Linked DNA regions of Mus musculus: regions 2 and 3 are each linked to region 1. The links are chromatin contacts, called in public promoter capture Hi-C maps. All regions are on one chromosome and are shown on one strand. The core of a region is the stretch at or near the end of the contact, and the rest is flanking DNA. Distances in the headings are between cores, read along the strand shown. Region 1 holds the start of Slc39a13 (solute carrier family 39 (metal ion transporter), member 13). Region 2 holds the start of Nup160 (nucleoporin 160). Region 3 holds the start of 1110051M20Rik (RIKEN cDNA 1110051M20 gene).

Evidence for each region. Promoter capture Hi-C pulls out the DNA fragments that hold promoters and counts their contacts.
Region 2: a contact with region 1 is called in a promoter capture Hi-C map of pre-B cells. The contact joins the promoter of Nup160 here to the promoter of Slc39a13 in region 1. A contact is called at or near these places in 5 of 39 promoter capture datasets (the HPC-7 cell line, cranial neural crest, frontonasal cranial neural crest and 2 more) and 1 of 484 Hi-C or Micro-C datasets (pre-B cells).
Region 3: a contact with region 1 is called in a promoter capture Hi-C map of liver, with 3 times the contacts expected there. The contact joins the promoter of 1110051M20Rik here to the promoter of Slc39a13 in region 1. A contact is called at or near these places in 10 of 39 promoter capture datasets (the 3T3-L1 cell line, 3T3-L1-derived adipocytes, cranial neural crest and 5 more), 2 of 484 Hi-C or Micro-C datasets (Th1 cells and embryonic stem cells), 9 of 115 datasets of contacts at active chromatin or transcription factors (T-cell acute lymphoblastic leukemia, embryonic stem cells, fetal liver and 3 more) and 1 of 9 other capture datasets (macrophages).

What each region holds. Positions count from the first base shown.
Region 1 is chr2:91,068,346-91,072,171 of GRCm38.p6, forward strand. It overlaps Slc39a13 (solute carrier family 39 (metal ion transporter), member 13), which reads right to left and starts at 1,970. Exons shown (of 10, transcript NM_026721.3): 1 at 1,810-1,970; 2 at 86-394. The coding sequence starts at 386. It overlaps Gm39874 (predicted gene, 39874), which reads left to right and starts at 2,006. Exons shown (of 2, transcript NR_166131.1): 1 at 2,006-2,161; 2 at 2,721-3,278.
Region 2 is chr2:90,675,288-90,679,113 of GRCm38.p6, forward strand. Nup160 (nucleoporin 160) reads left to right here and starts at 1,928. Exons shown (of 37, transcript NM_021512.2): 1 at 1,928-2,183; 2 at 3,727-3,826.
Region 3 is chr2:91,442,683-91,446,508 of GRCm38.p6, forward strand. It overlaps 1110051M20Rik (RIKEN cDNA 1110051M20 gene), which reads right to left and starts at 2,032. Exons shown (of 9, transcript NM_175123.5): 1 at 1,887-2,032. The coding sequence starts at 1,932.

The sequences.
Region 1 (3,826 bases), core at 720-3,219:
ACCTGGTACATGAGACCTGGCATTTCCCCAGAGCCGGCAGCAGGTTCCCTCCCCTCTGATCCTCAGCTGCTGAAGGGCCACTCACCTTCTGACTGTAACAGGGTCCCCATCTCCAGGGGAATGACCAGCAAGGGGAAAACCCCACTGAGCCCAACCATGAGAGAGCCCAAGAGGGAGCAGATCCAGGTGTCCAGTCGCTCCCCACTCAGCAAAGCCCCCCAGGACTCGCTTTCTTTATTATCCAGGCGACAGGCAGCTGCAGCCCCCAGGCTCCGGAGGGCTGGCTGGGAACCTCCAGCCCTTTCCAGGAGCTCCAGGGCAAGGACAGTGAGGAAGAGGAGCCTTTGGCCTGCCATACCACAGCCAGGGCAGGGACATCCAGGCATGCCGGGCGCTAGAAAACACAAAGACTGCTCACGTGAGCTGCCTCCCTGGACCACACACCCCACTTAGGAAGCACAGCGTCTCTTCCCACCTCTCAACCGGCCATGGCATCCCCCTCCTGCTCACTCTGCAGCGGAAACAATCCCCAGGGTGGGTGCACGGAGCACCCTCTGCCCATCTACACGTCTCCCAAGAACCACACATATTTTCCTTCTGAGCTGGCTCCAGCCTATGTGTCAATGTGTCCGCCTGAGGCTAAACTTTCCTTAATGACTGGGTGAGGCACTGGCTGGGCTCCTTCAGCCACCGGAGGAGGGACCATCCCTGTTGGGTGCCTCTAGCTGCCAGGAGAGGCTTGGCTGCCAGAATGTGCCGGTAAAGACACCCCAGGGTCTAAAGCCAGCACTGTTTAGCTTGATGGCGTGGTACAAAGAAACACAGGTGGGGAAACTGAGTCATAGTCCAAACCTCTTCCTCCTAAATGATCTTATTCTTGGGCACCAAGAGACAAGAGGTGGGGCTGAAGAGAAGAGATGCCTCACAGTTGCCAGAGCCAGAGGCTGTGGTAACTAACTTATGGCTAATTAATTTGGTGCTCTAGATTGTTAACTGACTGTAGTCCCTTATGAGCCTGAGCCTCAGTGTCCTCATCAGGGAATGGATGAGGTAACAGAGCTCCCTAACAGCGATGAATATGAGGTGAACTTGACAATGCAGGTAGCTGCTGGCATCGAGGAGGGAATGCAAGTCCTCTGAATGCCAGGGGAGGTCTGAAGCACTCGCAGAAGGAATGTGCTCTGCAGACTGATGGCAGCCGGATGGGGATGTGAGTCAACCAAGCCAGAAGTTCAATCTGGAAAGTTTAAATGTGATCTGCCCCGTCTTCTACTGGCTGTGACCTTGAAACTGCCTCAGTTTCCTCATCTGCCAATGGATGTTAAGAGAGAAATCATCGGTCTCTGATTGGTGGGCTACAAGCCTATGTCTGGAATCTTCAGGCCATAATTAGTGACCCCTGCCCCAGCCCTCCCCGACCCCTCGCGGCCGCCACTGCCAACACCAGCACAAACAAACGAGCAAAGCTTCACTGGGACCAAGGCAGGCCCTCGCCAGGCCAAGACCTTAGCGGGTCATGCAGAGGCAAGGGGGGACCACAGGTTCAGCAGAGAAGTATGGGGTATGGAGAGAAAGGAGAAAGCAAGAGAAAGGAAAGTCAATAAAATGAGCTAGAATGTCTGGTGGAAGGAGAAGACAAGAAGCGGGGCAGCAGGGAGGGCTGAGGGGCAGAGCGTGGGACGTCAGAGGTAAAGAGCCAAAGAGCAGGCAAGTTCAACTCCTAAACTGAGGACGAGTCGCGACAGGTTTGGGAACTGACACGGTCCATCCCGCCCCGGACGCCGGCCTGAGGGTCCAGCGATCACTCACCGCGCAGTGGCAGAGGTGGCAGCGGCAGCAGATGCAGCGCTCCGGGCGGGCCCGGCCATCCAGCTGCAGTGTCGCGCCCCGCCCCGCTCTGCCTCGCCCGGCCCCACCACTAGGCCCCCAGCCCGGAGCCACCCCCGGCGTGCAGCCACGTCACACGGGACAGTCCGGAACCCGACGCGCGCGGCTCCGGGGGGCTAGACGGAGCGACGGCGGGGGAGGCGCTTCCGCCTCATACCATGGGGGACCCGCGCGGTCAGCGCACTTCCGCTCGGGGCGGATTCTGGGGCTGCGGGGAGAGTAGGACGGAAGTGGGTACCCTCGTGGGCATCGCGTTTAGCCAAGTTAAGCTAGGGTGAGGGCGGCACCCACGCGGGAACCGGGATCAACAGGGCGGCGGGGCTTCAGTGTGGCGTCCTTCTGAGGATGCAGTTCCAGCAGTGGCCACACGGGGGCGCGCACGGCTGCCAAACCGCTCCGTCCCGGGACGAGAGCAGGGCTATGGCTCTCTGAGTCAGCAGGCCTGGCTCCTCCATGAGCTAGGGAAAGGGGAAGTGCCTGCCGCAAGGAGGGGCCTGGCTCTGGGTACCTCAGAAGAGGGAATTTTATTCTTACTCATCGAATTATTTTTATGCTTTGGTTTTTCACTTGGAACCTCAGGCCACCGTCTCCAGGACTGTAACCCTTTGAAGTCCAGTACACGTTTCTAGAGCCTGTGCCCTGGAATTTCAAGCCAGGATACAACAAAGGACTTGGTGTTCTCTTACCCTGACAAAGCTGTACCTGAACTCTTAGACCGAAGGAGCAGTTAGTGGCAATAACAATGGCTACAGTTCTCTGATCTAGGGTAGCCCTTTACTGACCATTTACTCAGTAATCAGTGTTAACTTTACCAAATCGTTTTTATCTTTCAGGTGGGTACTGACTGTTGACCTAGGGTCAGACATATGTCACACATATGGCAGAGGCGGAATTCAACTTGGATGTACCTCTCCCTAGGGCGTGCGATGGCCACCTCATGTCTAAGCTGGAGCTAAGGTGTGGATGTGGCCTAACACCCCCCACTCCTTTGCGATCCGATACATGTTTGCATCCTTCTCTGGGAATCAGCCAGTAACTGACATGGAAGACATTCAGCAGAGGCCGAATGAGTGCTCCCCTGGGCTGGCTGTGACAGAGTGAGGGGCTCATTAGTCCTCACCTACCATTGCGGCTCTCTATGGTCCCTTGTTCCTTCTGGGCGCTCCGAGAGCAGACCGAACTCACACATCACAGTTGATGCCCTACCTCACAGTGTGTGTTTGTGTGTGTGGTTGTTGTTGTTGTTGTCGTTTTACTTTGAGATTGGTTCTATGTAGCCCTAACCCCCTGCCTGTTCTGGAACTTTCTATGTAGATGTGGCTGACTTTGAACCTACAGAGATCTGCCTACTTCTACCTCCTCAGTGCTAGAATTAAATACGTGTGCCACCACTCTTGGTTTATTTATTTATATATTTTTGACATAAGGTCTCATGTAGACTACCCCTAAACTTATTATATAGCAGAGAATGACCTGGAACCTGTGGACTGCCTGGATAGATGTGCCCTCCTACATCCAGTTTATGCAGTGCTGACAGCCTGGGCATTGTGTGTGCCAGGCAAGTACTCTATCAACTACAACCCCAGCCTTTTATACCCCTCCCTCCACCCTCCAACCCTGAGTCAAAGTTTCTCTGTATAGCCCTGGCTGTCCTGCAACTCCATTTAGAGACCAGACTGGCTTTGAACTCACAGAGATCTGCCTGCTTCTGCTTCCCGAGTGCTGGGATTAAAGGCCTGTACCATCACACCTGCCTAATATAACACGCATGCTTCCTAGACTTCCAGCGCCTTCCAAATACTCCTGTCTGGCTCGCCTCGCCAACCCTGTAAGTCTCCCAGGATGGGCTTCTAAGCCCTTCTGCAAGCTCTGAGACAGAATGCCTAGTCAGATTCTTTGCCACAGGGAGAAGATGTTTAGGGCTGCCACACTAGAACTT
Region 2 (3,826 bases), core at 678-3,177, 390 kb before region 1:
CTGCAGAGCCATTTCATATTCATATGTAAAACCTACAATGGGAATCTATAGCAGGGCATGGTGGCTCACGCCTTTAATCCTGATCCTTGGGAAGCACAGACAGGTAAAGCTCTGAGTTCGAGGCCAGACTGCTCTACAGAGTGAGTTTCAGGGAAGCTCGGGCTGCATACTGAGACCTTGGCAAATAAAGAAACAAGAAAACAAAGAATGTATTCAGGTCTTTCAGCACTGAGCTGTAAGGAAAGACAGTTAACATTAATGCAAACTATTCAGGAAGAAAGGAAACATCTTTAGACCATGACACAGGCATCTCAGACACTGCTTGCCTGGTTGTCCTGTGATATTTCAGCCATATCTTTACTGTAACTATCTTGTATAATAATTACCATACCTTACCATTATCTCTACTTCCCCTTTGCAACCCCCACTAAACTGAGAGAAACTCAAAAGCAGAAAACTTGAAATTTTTGTAGTGTTTAAAGATATTTTAGTTGGGTGGTGGAGAAACACCTTTAATCCAGCACTCGGGAGGCAGCAGGCAGGTGGATTTCTGAGTTCGAGGCCAGCCTGGTCTACTGAGGGAGTTACAGAACAGCCAGGGCTACACAGAGAAACCCTGTCTCGAAACACAAGAAAGACAAGGTATCTGGCTGCTTAGCCTATTTTGGGGGATCATTATAACCCAGTGCCCAACATGCAATCAAGACTGAAAAAATAAGTGTGGGACAAACCAATATGCTTCCAGGAACTGGAAAGCTACTTACTATGATTAATAGAACAGCATGAAGATAAAAACCAATATTTAAAAATCTAGAGAAATAGAAAAAAATAATAAGCCCTTTGCACTGTGGCTAGATCTCAAGTCATTGCTATTATCACTTTTGAAAGTCACTGGCCAAATGACAGGAAACCACATTCCTGGAACCCCCGAAATAAAGTAATTACATTGAAAGTGCTCACTGAAAAATAACACTAATTTCCACTGAAAGAAATTATTCCACTGAATAATTCAATAATTTCCATCGAATTACCACCCAAAAAAAGTCACTAAGTTCGGGCAATGTAAAGTGTTACTGTTAACTTACTGCAATTCACCTTGAATTTACTGTAACATGAACCAAAGGTCAAAGACAGCTTGAAGCTTGGAAAACATCACATCTCAAGTTCTATTCAGCCATAAACAAGAAGAAAATCATATCGTTTGAATGAAAATGGTTACGTTGGGGATCATCATTATTATTAATAAAGGAAGGCACAAAAATGCAAAATCTAGATTTAAATATATGTATACATGACATAAAAGGGGAGGGGAGGACTATTATTTGGGAAGAGGAAGGGGAACAGTAAGAGGGAAAGGGAGGACAAGATTTGCTAACAGGTGAATGTGAACAAAGTAGGCTAAAGTACATGTATGAAAATGTCATATGATGTCCATCATTTGTAAAATGAATAATAACATTAATAAAAAAGCAAACACACACTCTAATAAAATCTTCTGCCTACGTCTGTGAGACAGGGTTTGATGTAACCTAGGCAGGCCTCACACTTACTATGTTGCTGAGACTAGCCTAGAATGCCTCCACCCTCCAAGCACCCAGGATGACAGGTGTGGGCCACTATTCCCAGCTTCATCATGGACCCCCCATCACCCTCCTTTGCCCTTCTTCCCAACTAGTTCCTCTTCCACTTTCATGTCTTTTCTATCTGTGACCCACTGGGTTTAATTAGAGTTGCTTGAATGAGCATGGGAGGGAGTCTTATTTATAGGAGCACCGGCAACTAACCAGCAAATACACCACTGGAGAAAATTACTCCTCCCTCACAGCAGCCACTGACTTTACCTACGGCTCCTCGGGGAGCGATGGGGCCTCAAAGTCCAACCCCCACCACGGAATGTTGACAGGCCCTGTCTTTTGTGTAGGTAACCACAGTTATGATCTCACGAGAGCAGCCACCATGCTGTGTCCAGGAGGCAGTGTCGTTACAGCACACCTTCCCGTTCATCTTGCATTCTTTCTGCCTTGATAGAGATTTTGAATATGTGGGGGAAATGACACTAACAACAAGTTCCCCAAAACATATCTCATTCACCTAGACCAGGCTGGCCTTAAATTCAGAGATCTACCTGCATTTGCCTCCTGTGTGCTGGGGTTCAAGATGTGTGCCACCAAGCCGCACAACAGGTAATCTTTTAAAAAAATATTTTTTAAATTGTGTGTGTGTGTGTGTGTGTGTGTGTGTGTGTGTGTGAGCTTCCCTCTCAAAAAAAAAGTCTCTGAAGCAGAGATTTACACACAGGAAGGAGCACACAGTGTGCTCACAGAACAGCATTGCTAGGGGAGTGAAGAAAGCAGGATTAGGCAGAGAAAACTGAACTGAAATTGACCAGGATGGACCTAGATGGAAGCAAGGGACCAGGACCTTAGGCTTCATCTTGATCCACTGAGATGCATCCACTGAGTGCAGACATAACTCCCTTTTTGCCAAGTACAGAAGGACAGGGGTTAGCAGGGCTCTAGGGGAGACTTTATCTTAGTGAGATTTAGAGGAGTAATTTAGTAAAAATGGAAAAATTAAAGATGCTAAAATGAGGAATAGACCGAAGGTCAAGGTAGGGAGGGTGTCTCTCTATAAGTTCAGACACAGTTCAATGTACAGAAACAGAAGCATAAGGCTATAATTGCTGGTAGGAAAATATGGTTGCAGGGCAAGTTGTCTTCTTTTGTGAGGAATGGGGACGTCAAGACAGTTTCTGTTGCCCTGGTTGTCCTGGAACTCACTCTGTAATGCAGGCTGGCCTTTAACTCACAGAAACCCACCTACCTCTGCCTCCTGAGTGCTGGGATTAAAAGCTGCTTTTTGTTTGATTTGAGCCAGGGTTTTAGGCAGCCTCAGGCTGGCCTTGATCTTGACATAAATTGGAGGATAATCTTGAACTCCTGATCTACTTGCTTCCAAAAGCTGCTGTCAGTGTGCCACTATGCCCACTCGGCCGACTTCAGAGTAAGCTAAGAATGAGTGGGGGTGAGGGCTGGAGACATGGCTCAGCGGTTAAGAGCACCGACTGCTCTTCCCAAGGTCCTGAGTTCAAATCCCAGCAACCACATGGTGGCTCACAACCATCCGTAATGAAATCTAGCGCCCTCTTCTGGTGCATCTGAAGAGAGGTGTGGGCAGTGACAATCACGAAATAGTCATTAAGGCAATAAATGGTCAAGGGAAATGCAATTGCTGGGGCAGAATTATGGAACTTCGCAATGTTGTGATTCTGATGGAGTTGCCAACGAACATGTTCAGCTGTAAGCCTGAAGTTGTAGTTTAATTTATTTACTCATTCATTTACAAAGTCTCACTATGTAGCCCCAAACTGGCTCTGAATGATCAATCTTCAACCTCCAGAGAATACTGACCGATCCCAGAAAGAAATTCACAAACAATTCCTTGCACGTTTGCAAACTGTACTGTATTTTCGATAACTTCAAGAAGGTTGGGGCATTAATATTTAATTCAACGCATCCGACCCGTGTCGCTCAGAGTGGCAAGTGTCTGTAATCCTAGTACTCCGGAGGCTGGGGCGGGAGGATCAGAGTTCGAGGCCAACCTGAGCTGACATCTCAACACATACATGTGTATGCGGGTGTGTAAAGAAAAAGTTTCGCAAAAATGCCAACACAAAGAATCCCTCCTTCCTTTTACTTTTCCTCCTTGTTTCGCTGAACGATGAAGAGGCTGGATAACAACTTACACGCCAACGCTCTAACGGAGGGGAAGGTTCCCGCAAGCTGGGAGTGTGCCCGTCAGGCCTCTTCCCCGCCCGCGCCCGCTT
Region 3 (3,826 bases), core at 782-3,281, 370 kb after region 1:
ATTTAATTATTCAATTAGGTCTCCCACACTCGCTCTGTCTCTCTCCACCTCCCTCCCTCCTCAGTGTGTGTGTGTGTGTGTGTGTGTGTGTGTGTGTGTACACACACACATGCAGAGGTTAGAAGAGGCCCTTGGGTCCTCTGAAGCTGGAGTCACAGGTAGGTAGGTAGGTGCTACAGCCCAAACTCAGTTCCTCTGGAAAAGTAGCAAGAGCTCTTAACTGCTAAGCTATCTCTCCATCCCCCAAGATAAATATCTTTTTATTTAAAAAACAATTTTGAATCAACTTTTCAAATGATCAAGAAATTTTAACCATCTGCCAGGTCTGGAAACTCACTCCTTTGAGTCCAACACTGGGTAGACAGAGGCAGGAGGATCTCTGTGAGTTCAAGGCCAACCAAGGCTACATAGTGAGATCAATTCTCAAAACATAAACAAAATATGTATACAGAGTTGTATTTTATTTTAAAATGTGTATGGTACATTCATATAATAAAATGTTATTCATCCATGTAAAGAAATGAGTATCAAGACACAAAACGACAAGGGGGAACCTAAACACCTACTGAAACACGAAAGAGGCCATCTGAAGAGCTTATACACTGAATGATTCCCATTATTCTCAAAGGGGCAAAACTTTAGAAGTCAATAAGATCAGTCATGGAAAGGAAAGGAGCAAGGAGAGGGGTGAATGAATGGGGGATGCACAGAGGAGTTTTAACCATGAAAAGATTGTTTTACATCTTAATGTGGATATATGAGAATATGAATTTGTCCAAGTCCAGAAAACTGTACAATACAAAGAGTGGACCCTAATATAAACTATAGGCTGTTGGTAATCACACTGAGCTAATATTCAGTTGCAAGAAATGTACCACACTAACACAAGAAATTAATAATAGAAGCTAAATAGAAGATACAGAGGGAAAAAACTCTACTATCAGCTCAGTCCTCTTTAAGTTTAAAACTACTCTAAATGTTTAAGCTATGAACTTTTAAATGTGTATGTGTGCATATAAGTGTATACACAAGGTCTGGAGAGATGGCTCAGCGGTTAAGAGCACTGACTGCTCTGCCACAGGTCCTGAGTTCAATTTCTAGCAACCACATGGTGGCTCACAACCAACTGTAATGGGATCCAATGCACTCTTCTAATGTGTGTCTGAAGACAGCTGCAGTGTACTTATATAAATAAAAAATAAATATCATAAAAAATGTTTTAAAAAAATAAGTGTATACACAAACGTATACAGTAAATGTGTTACACACTCACTGCAGGGTGCTTAGCAAAGTACAGTACTTAGTACCACACAGCCTTAGCTCAAGGGTAAGGTCAAGTTCTGCAAGGGGAAAATCTGATCCTAATACTAACTGTATGAGGTCTTATGCAATTGTCTCTTTAGCCTTAGTGTCTCCATCTGTAAAGTAGCAAACACAGCAATCCCTTCTATGATAATGCTGCATGCAAAATGCTTACCTCGTGCAGAATGCCTAATGAAAATGAAAAGCTCGAAATAACCGTGCACTATGAAGGCAAAATTATTATTTACAAAATGACTGAAGTCATTTCAGATGCCAAGTTTGCGTCAATACAAACCTATCAATAATAGCCTTGTTTGGGGCCTCAGATTCTTAATTGTGTTACTTAGAATGCAGTCCTCATTGCCTGAGAGCCAGTCCATATAATTCAGCCATTCTTTACTCCATAAATGTTATTTTTCATCCAGGTTTGGCCCTACATTCAGGCTCAGGCCCTAGAACCCCTTCTTTCTGTCCTCCCGTCCCATCCAGACCCGCTACCGTTCAGGCTCCGCCCCTGTCTCCTACCCACTCCTTCCCCTAACACATTACTCCTTTCTTTTCCCGACGCTGAAAAAAGCCCCTACCCAGATACTCGTAGTCCGGTAGAGCTAGGCGCTCGGGACTCAGCATCCTTTGACCGGGTAGTTTCCACGCTCCAGCTTTCTTCTTCCGGAACCCAGGTTACAGCCTGTCTCTGTTGCCATGGCACCCAGGCGGCCAGAGGAGAACTAGAAGGCTGAGAGGGTGTCACGTAAACAGTCTCCGACTGGCAACGTAGAGCCTATCACACAAGTTCCGGAAGCAGTCACTTAGAGTCTGATTTTCTTTAACTCCTATTTTTGGGATTTGGTTTTAGAATCTGTGAATTAAATTCTCTGAATGTGTCGTATTTTGTGATGCTGAAGAATTACTATCAGTGGCTCATATCTGCAATTTCTGGATTTCATAGTTTCTGTTTATTCTAACAATAATGATCATGTATGGCCTCGCCTAACACTGAGATCTCATTATCTATTATTAATCACTTTTAGGATTTACTCTTTCAAGTTGGTACAAAATGTTCTTTGTATCTTGGCAGCTTCTGGAGGTCGGGGATACGTCTTTAGCATAGAGATACTACTAAGGGCCACTGAGCAATCCAAGGGACCCCATGTGGTGAAAACAGCCTACCAACTCCTCCAAGTTGTCCTCTGACCTCCACAAATCCCCTGCCCCAAATATATATCTCGACAGGGTCTCACTGTATTGCCCAGTCGGGCTTAGAACTTGATGTGTAGACCAGGATAGCCTTGAATTTAAGAGATCTGCCTGAGCCTGCAGCTCTCAGAGGTTTTAATGTTTTAAAGGTGTGTGCCCCTACACCCGGTAAAATGCAATTTTTAAAACTACTCATCAAGTCCTCTGTAAGTTAATGACCATTCCTCTCAAATTCCCTTTAGCCGTTTGAGACTGCTTCTACTTCCTATTATTTGACATCTTGTCCAAGTGCCTTTCCTTTTTCCTACAAAGTCACTTCATTTCTCAAAGGAAATGGGTCAGAAACTAGAGCATTTATTACATATCCTCAGCTCTATCCTTTCTGAAGAAGAAAGACTATTCCTTTCTTTTCAAATAACCAGATTTTCTTATCTCCTCTCTCTGTGCAAGAACAGGAAAGAGATCTGTACAGTGTCACAGTCCAAACCTAGCAGAAAAAGCCACTCGATCCTCACTTTTGTTTTGTTTTGTTTTGTTTTGTTTTGTTTTGAAGTAAGTCCCTGCCCCTTCAACAAGGAGAAGTTTTCGAAAGAGGAGAGGTTTTGTGACAAAGAAAGAAAACGAAATTGATGTCATCAAAGGAGTGACTGGGAATCCCACAGACCACCTACACTGGAGTAAGTAAAGAGGAGGCTCTTCTCTTATGTTCTGAGGGGCCTATTCTTAGTCTCCCCAAAGGAGCTACTCAGACCTTGTAATTCTCCCTTTCCCTTAAATTTGTATATATGTCTCAATTCTAGGCTCCTGTGAGTCACTCTGAATTTGGATGTGGTAAGGAGAAAGGGACAGAGCCACACAAGGGACAGTGTTTGGTGTTCTGAGGTAATGAATTTTCCAGGTTGGTAGTTGTTGATATGAAGTCCTGCAAGTTTTGTTAAAAATAATTAACTTCTCCTTCCTCTACCCCTCCTCCATGCAGCTTGAGGGTATAGAAATTTAATGATTTTTCATATTGGGCTTATTATTATTGTAATGTAAATAGAGTAATAATAAAATTTTAAAAATTGAGATAGAGTCTTACATATCTCAGGCTGGCCTGAAACTCACTAGGTTGCCAAAGATGACCTTGAACTTCTGATCCCCCTGCCTCCATCTCTGGATTGCTGAGATTATAAGCATGGAACACCAAGTCTGTTTTATTTGAAGCTGGTATGGAAAGCAGCCATGTTAGTCAAGCACTCTATCAACTGGCTACAACCCTATCTCTAGGATGGTATTTGTTAACGATGACCATGTTGTCTTACTCCCAAGAAATCTGATTTTCAGA